Regions from separate parts of the Gasterosteus aculeatus genome. Here region 2 is linked to region 1. Evidence: chromatin contacts called from public Hi-C data. All regions are on one chromosome and are shown on one strand. The core of a region is the stretch at or near the end of the contact, and the rest is flanking DNA. Distances in the headings are between cores, read along the strand shown. Region 1 overlaps LOC120831333 (a long non-coding RNA gene). Region 2 holds the start of mn1b (meningioma 1b).

Region 1 (5,819 bases), core at 1,386-3,885:
TGTGGCAACAGTGACAACCTGTGTTCTAGAGATAGAGAGGAAGGAGAGTAATAGTTGATGGGACGGAGTAGACAACTGGCAGAAAAAGGCTTCCTCTCAGGTCTTTTATCTCAAAGGTGCAGATCCAGAGAATTGTCGAAGAGAAAAAAAAGGCCTTGTCATGACACTGCTGTGTATTCCATGCATGCACACTGGTGCACAGAATCCTGCATGCAGGCATACTCCTAAACACCATTATTTCAGCTGACATTTCCCTTTATTGTCCTTTCCTGTTCCTCTTCTACATAGATTGAGACGGCGGCAAAGAATGAGTTTGTGCAGGTTGAGCAGTTGCAGCATCCAGTGATGCTCCCCGGACACGTCCCACGTTCGGTTCTACAGCTCCAATGGCTTTGAACCCAAACAGGGTGTGGCAATTCCATTACCTGCTTGTCTTCTGCTGTCTGCTTACTGGAGCACGGTGGAGGAGCAGGTCTTTGAATGGACAGGTTGGGGCTGTAGGCAAGTTGACATTCAGAGGCACAATATAAATTGCTGTCTTATCATTGAAATTACAACAGCGTGGTTCAATTTCACAGCAGAGAGAGAGGGTGCAGACGATGGAGGTCAAACAATGGACACAGAATGAATCATTTATGTACTTGTATGCTCAAACTTTTGCAGAGCTGTGTAATTTATTATTGAGGAATAAAATGTAATGCATAGACACGTCCATTCGAATCCTATTAAAAATTATTGAAAAACGCTGCAATGAACATTAGAATTCTTTGTTATCAGTCAATTTAGTATATACACACATGTACTGTGCATAATGTCTACTAGGACCAACTTAAGAGGGAGTTTAATACTGTTTCATGTAATGGAATTTTGTATTTGTTGTTGTTAATAATAATGACACCAAGATTGGCCCGTTTTAATAAAGAAAAATGTCTGCATTATACTCTTTTCCTGTTTCTCACCCAATATAAATGTACAATATTTTTCCCCTGCGTAAGACGATAGTTTGCAGAGCTCGGTTGTTTTGTAAATGGTGTCCTACTGTTGTAGCAACCCCAGTGAGTCTATTTGAAAAAATAAAAATAAAACCTTGAACAAACATTAAGCTGTTTGTATGTGTGTGTGTGTGTGTGTGTGTGTGTGTGTGTGTGCGTGCATGCGTGTGTGTGTGTGTGTGTGTGTGCTGGCGTGCAAGCGTACACTATATATGTGTTTGCATGCTCCAGCAATGTGCAACGCATTAAGTCCTGGCAGTGCATCCACATACATAAGCTTGATTCATACATACAGTAGTGCTCCAAAAGACTGGTTTTCTTTCTAGGAGTTGCCAAAGATGACTCACTTTCGCACTCAGTATACTTTTTTCGAAGGGACCCTTAGTGTGCTTCTTAGACTAAGAGGACTAACGGGAGAGCTAGTGGTCAGTGACAGAAGATACAACTTGACAGTGAGCCGCTGCTGTGTTTCAAATACCGTTTTTCTTGCCTTGTTTTTGCTGGATCTCGAACCAGAACGTCTTAAGAATTTGCCCAGGATCTTTTATTCCTGTTGTTGTGGTGGCTCATGATGGCAGTGTGTGGATGTGTGTGGGAGAGAGGAGGTGAGCGTAGACTTGGCAAGGGGCCTTAGTCCCCACTGTTCAGTACGTCTCATGCCAAGATTCCTTTTAATTAGACTGATCAAGTGTTTAGTGGGAACCGGACCCGCGCTCCATGCAACTAACACATCCTCAAACACAACTCCCACTACCCCTCTGCATCCTTTTATCTTTCTCATGTTTCATCTCTTTTTATTATCACATTAGAGACACTTGCTACATTTTCCCTCACTGTCTGCCAGCGGAATGTTTTAGCTGCAAAGAATTAAGATATCACGTTAACACTGCTTTTGTTTCCATTGAATGATCAGCAGAAGAATTACTGTTTGTACGTATTGCATTCCCAAACTATCTGATTTCCCTCCCCATTTTTGAGAGCACAGTTTGACCGGATTTCTGTGCAGTCTTTAATCATTTATATGTATGCACGCTTGGCAACAAGTTTACTGTACAACTTTTAGAAGTACTCAAAGGCTATTGCTTTGCTAAGAAAAAACATCCTGGATGTCTGAAGGAGGAGTAAGGTAGGAGTAATAAAAAATAATAAATATATTCAAATGTGTAGTAGACACAAAACATTTGAGCTGCAAAAGTCATCAAGGCCCCTGAAAAAAAGAGCATTTGGTAGATTAATTTTCTTTGTATTATAAAACATAAACATCTTTTTTTTTCCTTCATTCTCTATGTTTGGAAAGAAAATAGCACCTGTGCACCGGCCTCCTGGAGTGTGCTGTCCATCAGCAGGATGTTGTGTGCTGCTGTTGTTCAAGGTTGCCACGGTAACTGTTCTCTTTATTTCTGAGGGGGCCCACAGGCTTTTGGGTTGCATATTTTATGTGTGGAATGTAACTCCAAGAAAATGGGGAGGTGGGGGGGGGTTGCAAAGCACAAGTGGAGAAGCTGATCTTAGAGTAAAAGTGTGTAAACCGACGCCTCCGTGTACATACTTAACAGACAGGAAATAGTAACAACTGGAGTTTTTGACATCTTTCCCTTGGACAAAAAAACAATGTGCTTTATAGGATGAGGCGACTGCCGCGGCACCTTTCCTCCTGTGATATATTTGCCTGCTCTCTACTGACTCCTACAGCATTTTTATCCTCTGTGTCTGTGCTTTTCTTGTAATTCTGTAAATTAAATGTTGTTATGATCGGATATGTAAAAAGTTTTGTTTATGCAGACAGAATCATTGCGCCGTGGTAACAAAAATATATATTGAGTAAAGACTTAAAATAAAATCAATTCATGATACAACTTCATTTTCTTTACCTGCACATAGCACAGGACTCAATAAACACAACTGCCTAGCGAGTGCTGAATTACGGCGCATGAAACTCACATTGCCAACAGTAAAAGTGGATCCTTCTCTGTGATCCTGAGCTTCAATGTTCAGAGGCAGAGGTATGATTTATGGGGCCGGAAAAAAACCTGTTATTTAAAATGGCATTTTGGCGAGTGACACACATGGGTTCATTATTTATCCACAGTGTGGTCTCCCCGAACCCTGAGGACCTCCACCAGTCCCTCTCACACACACACACACCTACAGATACACACAATGCACACTCATACAAAGTAAATTAAGTTAAAGCCCCTCATTACAAGCCTGAGCTCGGTATCCCCCGGGAGTTAGGGAGATGAGATCCTAAGCGGTAAAATCCCAAATCCCTGACCCCCTCCCCCACCACCCCCTCACGGTCCACTGCCCAAGTCCTGCCATGAAATACAAGCCTACAGAGGTCACGGTGATTGACCTCTGTCGTAAAACGCCAGAGTGTGATGCATGCTCAGACGCTGTCTGTTAATAGATCCACAGCTTGCTGTGTATGGTGAAGCCATGTGAGGTTTTGTTGAGCATGTTTGTGATTGTTTAGGAATTTGTTTGATATTCTTTGGTGATTGGATCCATCTAAATGGCAATATTTACTCTTTAGCACATGTGTGTCAAATATTGCCTGGAATTACTGGAAGAGATTCTCAAATACGTATTTTTCTTCTATTTCGAGTTCTTGTACTTCAGATTTTTCTTGTGTGGACGGACTTTAGAGTAGGCATACCTATATGAGTGCGCCAAAAATAGTTGATTCTTATGTCCTCATCTGTCACCAGTTCTGTCCCTAGCGTATCTGGCCGGGGTGGATGAAGTCCCATAACACCGGTCTGTGTCTGAAAACCATCTGAAAGACCAGCACCGGCTCTGTATATAAACATTAAGTAGGAAATGATTTCCAGATCCCACTTTTTTCTCCGTCCACCGTACTTGTTTAGTCTCCCCCCCCCTTTTAACACTTTCTGCTCATCTGGACGGAGAACAGAGAGTTCAGCCCAAATGGTGCAATATATGATCATGTATACAGGTTCCGCTCCCCCTGTCAAGGTGCATCGCAGTCACCTGGGTGGGTGTTGGATGTGAATGCGGGAGAGGCATGGTCGTCACTGCGGAAGCACAGAGGGGTGGGAGGAAGGACAGTAGAGGTGAGCTATGCTCAGGGGGAATCTCACAGGGGTAAATGAAGAAGGGCTGACTTGCTTTGGTTGAGAGGTCAGCGTTTAGCATGCAGGTGGACCGTTGGTGGAGGCTCGTGGAACGCCTAACCTTATCAACGCAACTTAGGATGAAGTGCGAGAGTCAGCAGCAGACAGGCACCTTCTTCAGAGTTACTGATATGGAATGATAACAGCCACACAGCCGTGCTGTTATGGTCATCAATGGAAATACAGTGGAGGGCTTGTAAAAGTGAATCCCTGCAATGTCCTCACTTAAGATGGAGTGTGTGTGTGTGTGTGTGTGTGGAAGGGGGTACTTGCGAGGTATGTCATTATGAAATTCAGTATTGATCTGAGCAAAATAGACTTTATACATCATTCATGCTCTCTATCAATCACACCCTGCTAAGTTCTCCAAAGCTGTTAGTTTTAGAGGAGAATAAAGTAAGAAAAAAAAATAGGAGCACAGCAATAATTACTCTGAAGAGATCGTGTTAAAGTCTTTCCTTTAGCCTTTTCTCAAGGTGTAACAAGCTTATCAGTCAAAGACAATGTCCATTGAATGCACTGCTTAATTTAAAATTGATTGAGGTAGCTTTTGGTTTAGGTGGGAAAAAAGTCTTTCGCGCACACCCAGTGGAGACTTGGGAATACAGATGCATCTGTCGTCCCAACGGTTGAGATAGTGCCATCTTCTCTTTTGTATGGTTTGGTAGATGTTAGAAAAGTCCTACAGGGTGGATACAGACAAAAAAGTAAAGAAAATAAACACAGGACGTGGTAACCTGACACAGGAAACCCAGTGAATGCTGGGAGTGAGCAGTGAACCGTACTTCCTGTAGGACAGCACAATGGTGAGCGTTGGCCCCAGATTCCTAAAAGAGGCTGTAGACGCAGGGACAAGGAAGGGCAGCCTGTGTCCTCCGGTCCAGTACTGATAAGAGCATAGATAGAAATGGCATTTATGTCCCTCTCAGTGCTTCGGGAAAGGAAAACATCCTGAGGTTGCCTTGGTTACTCATTTCATCCAAAATGCTGGAGCAAATAGCAAGGGAGAGCATTCATTCCAAGGTTTTATCCCATGACAAAATACGGGTTTGTAACCAAATCACAACTTGATTTCTGAATCATGGAAGACAATCACATTCTTTGGATGGGAAAAGGAATGTATGTTATAAAATCCATCCTTCATCATGTCCGTCATTGGACTTCTGTAAAAAGTTCAACACTTGACCGTGTCCACTTACAACCTTTCAGGTTTGCATCTTCCAAGTTGTGGGTTCTTTGAGGATTTTGCTACCTCACTTTTTGAAGAAGGGGGGAGTGGGGTGGGCATTTTGTACATGTCCATTTTTACCAGAAAGTTCAGGTGGCTGTTGGTAATGTAAAGATGACCATGACCCTTTAACAAGTACAACATTAGCTATCAATCAATATAAATAGTAAGTTATTTATCAACTTGACTGCGGAGTAATCCACAAATTAATTTCCCAAAAAAACATTCAAATCCATGATAATTTTGGTTATTTCGAAATGGTCTACTCAACTCAGCACTTTTACTTTTATTTTTTAAATTATATTATGATGTAATGATTTTGCACTTTTAAAAAAATGTTGCAATTGGCAAAATCTTTCTTTACTGTGATATTGCTACTTGTACTTAAGTTAAGGGTCTGAATACTTCTTCCTCCACTGCAGAAACCTATGAATTACCTTTTTAGGATCAGTGAGCAGCACT
Region 2 (5,819 bases), core at 1,660-4,159, 83 kb before region 1:
CTGAGCTGCATTCATCATCTCTGGGGACGGAGGGCGAAGGAGACCATGCCGCCGGTTTGTCATACTTCACTCGTCCGTCTCCATCTGAGAAGAGTGTGGTCATGTAACCAGGGACAATATCTCAGGGGTGTTAGTCTTAGTCAGCTGAATGGAATTTTGTGATACAACTATCCTTTAGCAGTTGGGAAATCAACATGAATGAATCCTGGTATTCCTACGGGGCTCCGCATAGCAGCCATGGTTGCCTCGGCTTGAACAGTTAGACATGTGGGCCCACTTTTTTTTTTTTTTCCTTGTCTGGGTAACACTATAATGATGCTGATTCCACCTGGCTCTCTGATATGAAAGTGATCCTACAGCAAGGTGATACTGAGAAGGTTTTTTTTTTTTGTTCCCTCCCAGCAACACGCCACCCATGCACAGCCTTCAGAACATCTCAACAGCTCATCACGCTGCTCCGTCCTTCTGGAAGAGACAGATACTTTACTTTACACTGTGTCTACCTCACAACACAAGCACCGTCTCTCTCCCTGCCCCCCCCCTCTCTCTCTCTCTCTCTCTCAGCCACTGTCCCTTCAGCTTCAAGGAGTGATACATAATCCAATCCCTTCCAAACTTCTAAATTTACACACACAAACTTCTTCCCGGGCACCTTCCAAAGCCTCGTCCTGACCCGTCTCCATCCTCAGCCCTGTCAAACCGCCCCGTCCTCTGCAGGGCTGAGCAGAGAGCTTGCTTACACACTGTATAGCTAAAATGATCTGAAACATCCACAGCACTACAAATAATTATGAGAAAATGTATTGTCATGTAAAAAATGCGTATCTATTTCCAAATCCAAGACATTTATTGTAAAATTATAGGACAGTGTATTTTCTATTTACCACACCTGCAGTTGTTCTAGAAGAAAAAGACATTTTAACCTCGATAATGATTTCCCCCTAATACCAAAATAAGGAGATTCAGACTGAACACATATGTATCCTTCTTCTATTTCTACATAATTTCACTATCATATGATAAAAACTGTCATATAAAGGGATTATGGATACATGCTAAATTATTTCACACTTTCCACTTTGTCTCACAAGTGCTTTATATGAATTATGAACCCATTTGTAGTGTTTCTAGTCTAGTTTTTAGATTAACATTACGATTTGTCAAATCGTATTTACAGCATGTCCTGGTTTAGACCTATGCCTCCTTTCTATAAGTTGTATAGAGTGCGTGAGCGTTGGCCGCCGCTAGGTGGCACTGTGTCCGTTTGGTAAAGTCCACTTCATTTCCCCCCAAAAGTGCAGAGACGTCTGCCACCAACTTCTTTAAATGTCCACTGTCCCCACTGCCGGGGACATTATAATACGACGTTCTAGTATCACTAAAGAAACTGTCCCTTCTAGTGAAATGGAATTATATTTGTATTCAGTATTCCCAAATGTTGCCTTTTATTTGAAATAAATTAGTTTTGTTAATCTTATGAGGCCAGATTCCCCGAACGCAAACAATCAAAAATAATTGCAGGATCTATTATTTGAAACTATGACCGCTAACGCCAAACAGTTTAAATTTGACACGCGAAAATTGCATGTGAACTTGGTCACTTCAATATTCACCAGGGAAAGAAGGTCCAGGGTGTCTCCGAAATCCACAACCGACTACACTAAAAGACGCAGACAGAGACTCAAGAGCTACAGACGACATGAACACACATTCTTAATTACATAACAATGAATACACCATCCGAAACGTGCCTGAGGAAAAACTCAAGGCTATGGTGTGCAATTAAATGAAATATAAATCTTCTTAAAATGACTACTATGTCTGAATTCCTTATATTCGGATTTTTTAATCAAACGCACGAACCTGAAGATGAACCATTTGCAATATTTGAATATCTTATCTCGGGTTGTTGCACCACTTAACCTTCCACAGATAACTTCGGCCTTTGTAGGCCTGCGGCTAATTAACCTATAAAGTAACTTATCCTAATTTAACCTTTGAAATTTGTTCTATTTCACAGATTATAACACTGAGAGAATGCTATTGACTATCGGAACCGAAGCCCAATATCGTCCACATGATTTAGTTCAGATGGTCTTTTAAGGAGGATTTTCTTCCCGTTGGGACACAAATTCACACGACTGGGGCCAGATTGATTGGACACACACACACACACACACACACACACACACACACACACACACACACACACACACACACACACACACACACACACACACACACACACGCGATAATATGGATCTATTTCCTTCCACCAAGGTTCAATATATTTACGTAACGTATATGATTGGCCATCATATCTCTGCAAATCCATCTACTGAGTACAATATTTACTATATCACCATTCAGCACATACACACCTGAACAGGGTGGATTCACAGTGTTCATTGCGAGACCGTCTCTCATTTATAAATCTTTTAAAGAGCTTCGCTCGTCTTTTCCTTCAACAATCGCTTGTTGTTATTGGTGCAAGTTATCACATTGAGCTTTATGTTGTTGTAATGAAATGTTAATGCCAAACGAAGTACTGATCACTTCTCAGATGAGTGTGTGCAGCGCTAAAGTTTGTTCATAAGGGAAGAGGACTGATCGGCACGATGTTGAAATCCACTTCATTCTCCTGCGGAGGAAACGGGAGTTTCAGAACTGTATCCATCACCTCGATTGTTGTAGACCGCAATTCTGTGGCAAAGAAATAAATCGTTTTGGAAGAAAAAAGAATATTCAAACGTGATGGACGGTTTTAATGTGCAAAATACTGCGCTATTTCGTCAAAAACATTACATTTCAAGTAAAAGCCATTTCTTACGTCCGATTTTTTATTTTTTGCGCAATCCCATGGACCACCTTAAAAGCGTTTGTCCCGCCCTGGAAGCTTTCTACGGGCCTTCTGATTGGCGGAGGGTTCATTGATGGAAGCGGCTGCAAAAATGCAAAACTTGTTGCAGGCTCACACAGCGCCAAGCGGCAGTGCGAAGTGAGAGTGTGTCTGTGAATCGCTCCAAAGTGCACTCAGACCACACCAGGCACGACTCGGCACACGGAGGGACGCGCACGTTAGGAGCGAAACGCACCGCGAGGACTTCAGGCAAAAGGCGCTTCTCTGCGAGGCGCGCGACCGGCAGCGGGCGAAGGATGCTGTGCAGCAGCTCCGTGGTTGTGGAGTGCGGGTAGTGCACGCCGCGCTGCTCCGGGTCCAGGTCGCGTTAACTGACGCTCCGGTTCTCCGGTGCCTGGGTTGGAGATTGTGGACTTTCGATCACATTGGACTTTTGAGCTACATGTCTGCTTGGCAGTTAGCGTGATATTGAAAGACATTAGAAGAAAGTGTTTATTTCAAGAAATCTTTTTTTTCTGCTCTAAGGCTGCAGGGGTAGTTTAAACTATCCGGCTCATATTGGACTTTTTCCTCTTTTTTTCCAGTATGGGACCTTATACAAAAAGTCGCTCCGGGACTTTTGACTTTTGACATTGGACTGGAATAAACAATTAATAGCTGACAGAAATTGTCATATTACCTATTCGATCGCTCCCGATCTTTTAGTTCGTCAAGGAGATGCTTTTTTGTCACGTTCGCGCCGAAGAAAAGCGCACAGAAAAACTTTGGACTATGGTAGGTTACCCGTGCAGCAAGTTAAATAACAGTGTTCTATGTGCGTTTGCTTAATCAAAGACAAAAGGCAGAGCCGTCAAATGCGCGCATAAACACGGGAGCCGGAACACAGTTTGCGTGCGTATTTGGACAGTCTATTCCCTCTCGCGCCCGCGTCCTTGGAGAAGTTGAAAAACAAAAAACAATTGATAAAACGCAATGATTAACTTATTTCACGCGTTTCAACATTTAAAGAATACAAATCAGTTTGATCATTAGACATTTGAACAATTTCTTTATATCTTTTTTTTTCCTTTTGGGGACAGACTGTAAAAAAAAAAAAAAAAACAGACAGTGCGCTGATGTCAGGCAAACTGGCCGTCATGTGGGATTGATTGCAGGGGAGTATGTTTGGGCTGGAGCAGTTTGCTTCTCAGATTAATAGCAGAAACCCTCGCCAATCAGAGAGAAACATAAACCTATCGAGACTGAACATGGGCTCTCATTATAAAAGTCCGGGTTTTCACGCTGGCGGCCCGCCGGGAGCCGTGGAACCCGGCATGGGCTCTCTGAGCGAACCGCAAATGCTCGGGCTCAATATGAACATGAACGGAGAACAGTACGGGGGCTTTCACCCGCGGGGCCACTCGGACATGCATGCAGGCAGCGGACTTCAGCAGCAGCAGCAGCAAGGACCCATGCATGGATTTTTTAACAACCAGCAACCTCACCAAGGGCATCCTCACGGCCATCAACCTCACCCCCACCAACCTCACCCTCATTTCGGTGGAAATTTTGGAGGCCCAGAGCCAGGATCATCATGTCTGCATGGTGGCCGGCTAATGGGCTACAACAACAATGGCATGGGACCACAGCAGGGCTTTGGAGAAGGATTTGATCCTCTCGCTGAGGCGCAGGCAGGGGATGGCTTTCCCCCGCAGCAGCAGCAGCAACAGCAGCAACGGCCTGGTAACATGCCTGACTTTCAACATCACGGCCCTCCCAGTGTCAGCCATGCGGTCCCCGCCCCCTGTCTACCCTTGGACCAGTCACCTAACAGAGCAGCATCCTTCCACGGTCTCCCGTCCTCCTCATCCTCCTCCTCTGAGTCTCACGGCCTAGAGTCTCGGCGAATGCCCAACCAGGGAGCTGTAGAGGGATTAGAGTATAACTTCCCAAGTGAGCCCCCATCTGGACATTTTGATGTACATGTATTTTCCCCATCAGAATCAGAATCTCAGATACCCCATTTTGGCCCAGGAAGGCCTGTCCCCAGTGCTAATTTCCCAGGGAACCCTGGCATGCCACGGACCTCAGGTATGCCGGGCATCCCTAAGGGACACCAGCCGCCACCACAGCCCCAGCAACCCCAGCAGCCTCAGCATGGAGTGTTTTTTGAGCGTTTTGGAAATGGTCGTAAGGTGCCCGTGGGAATCGAGCCGGGGGTCAATGCAAGACATTCTCTCATGCAGCAGCAGCAACAACAAGCTGGCTTGATAGCCAGACAGAATTCATGCCCCCCTGGCCTCCCCCGACCCCCTCAGGCCGAGCCTGGCGCTACTAACCCTAACATTCTGGATGGAGGGGTCATGATGCCTGGCCCACACAACCAGTTTGAGTATCCCATTCACAGACTGGAAAATAGGGGTATGCACCCCTATGGGGACCCCATGTTTAATATGCAACAACCAGCTCCTCCCCCCTCCCAACAACCGCCAAATCAGAGGCTGCAACACTTTGACTCTCCTTATATGAACATGGCGAAAAGACCGCGATTTGACTTTCCGAATGCACATGGCGGTGAAGGCTGGTGTGGTGGAATGGATAACCACCTCTCTCCCTCTGCATATGCCGGCCTACCTGGTGAGTTCACCCCACCTGTGAGTGAAGGCTTCCCACCAGGTCCCCTTCAGCATCCAGGGCCTGAGCAGCAGTCTCTACAGCAGCGGCAGAATGCAGCCATGATGATAAAACAAATGGCATCGCGCAACCAACAGCAGAGAATGAGGCAGCCCAGTCTGCAGCAGCTGGGTCACCATGGCGATGTACCTCCTGGCCCAATGACTCACGGAGGCCCAGTGGGGAACATGCCCCAACCCGGCTTTGACAGGGAGAATGCTGGCAGGATGCCCAACATTGATGGACAAAATCCTCATGTAACTCAGGAGAACTCCTGGTTTCAAGGGAACCACCCACCAGGGGAGAT

The links. A called contact is a pair of places that touch in the nucleus more often than the background predicts.
Region 2: a contact with region 1 is called in a Hi-C map of tail fin, with 4 times the contacts expected there. The contact joins the promoter of mn1b here to the enhancer-like site in region 1. A contact is called at or near these places in 3 of 6 Hi-C or Micro-C datasets (skeletal muscle, tail fin and whole body).

What each region holds. Positions count from the first base shown.
Region 1 is chr13:14,336,372-14,342,190 of fGasAcu3.hap1.1, reverse strand. LOC120831333 (a long non-coding RNA gene) reads left to right here. Exons shown (of 3, transcript XR_005714049.2): 3 at 289-935. Among protein-coding and RNA genes, the nearest start is that of LOC120831335, 6.7 kb to the right of the region's middle. Within about 2 kb of position 2,635, at least 2 of the 9 cell types and tissues checked have open chromatin away from gene starts, as enhancers often do.
Region 2 is chr13:14,419,525-14,425,343 of fGasAcu3.hap1.1, reverse strand. It overlaps mn1b (meningioma 1b), which reads left to right and starts at 2,909. Exons shown (of 2, transcript XM_040195349.2): 1 at 2,909-5,819. The coding sequence starts at 4,021.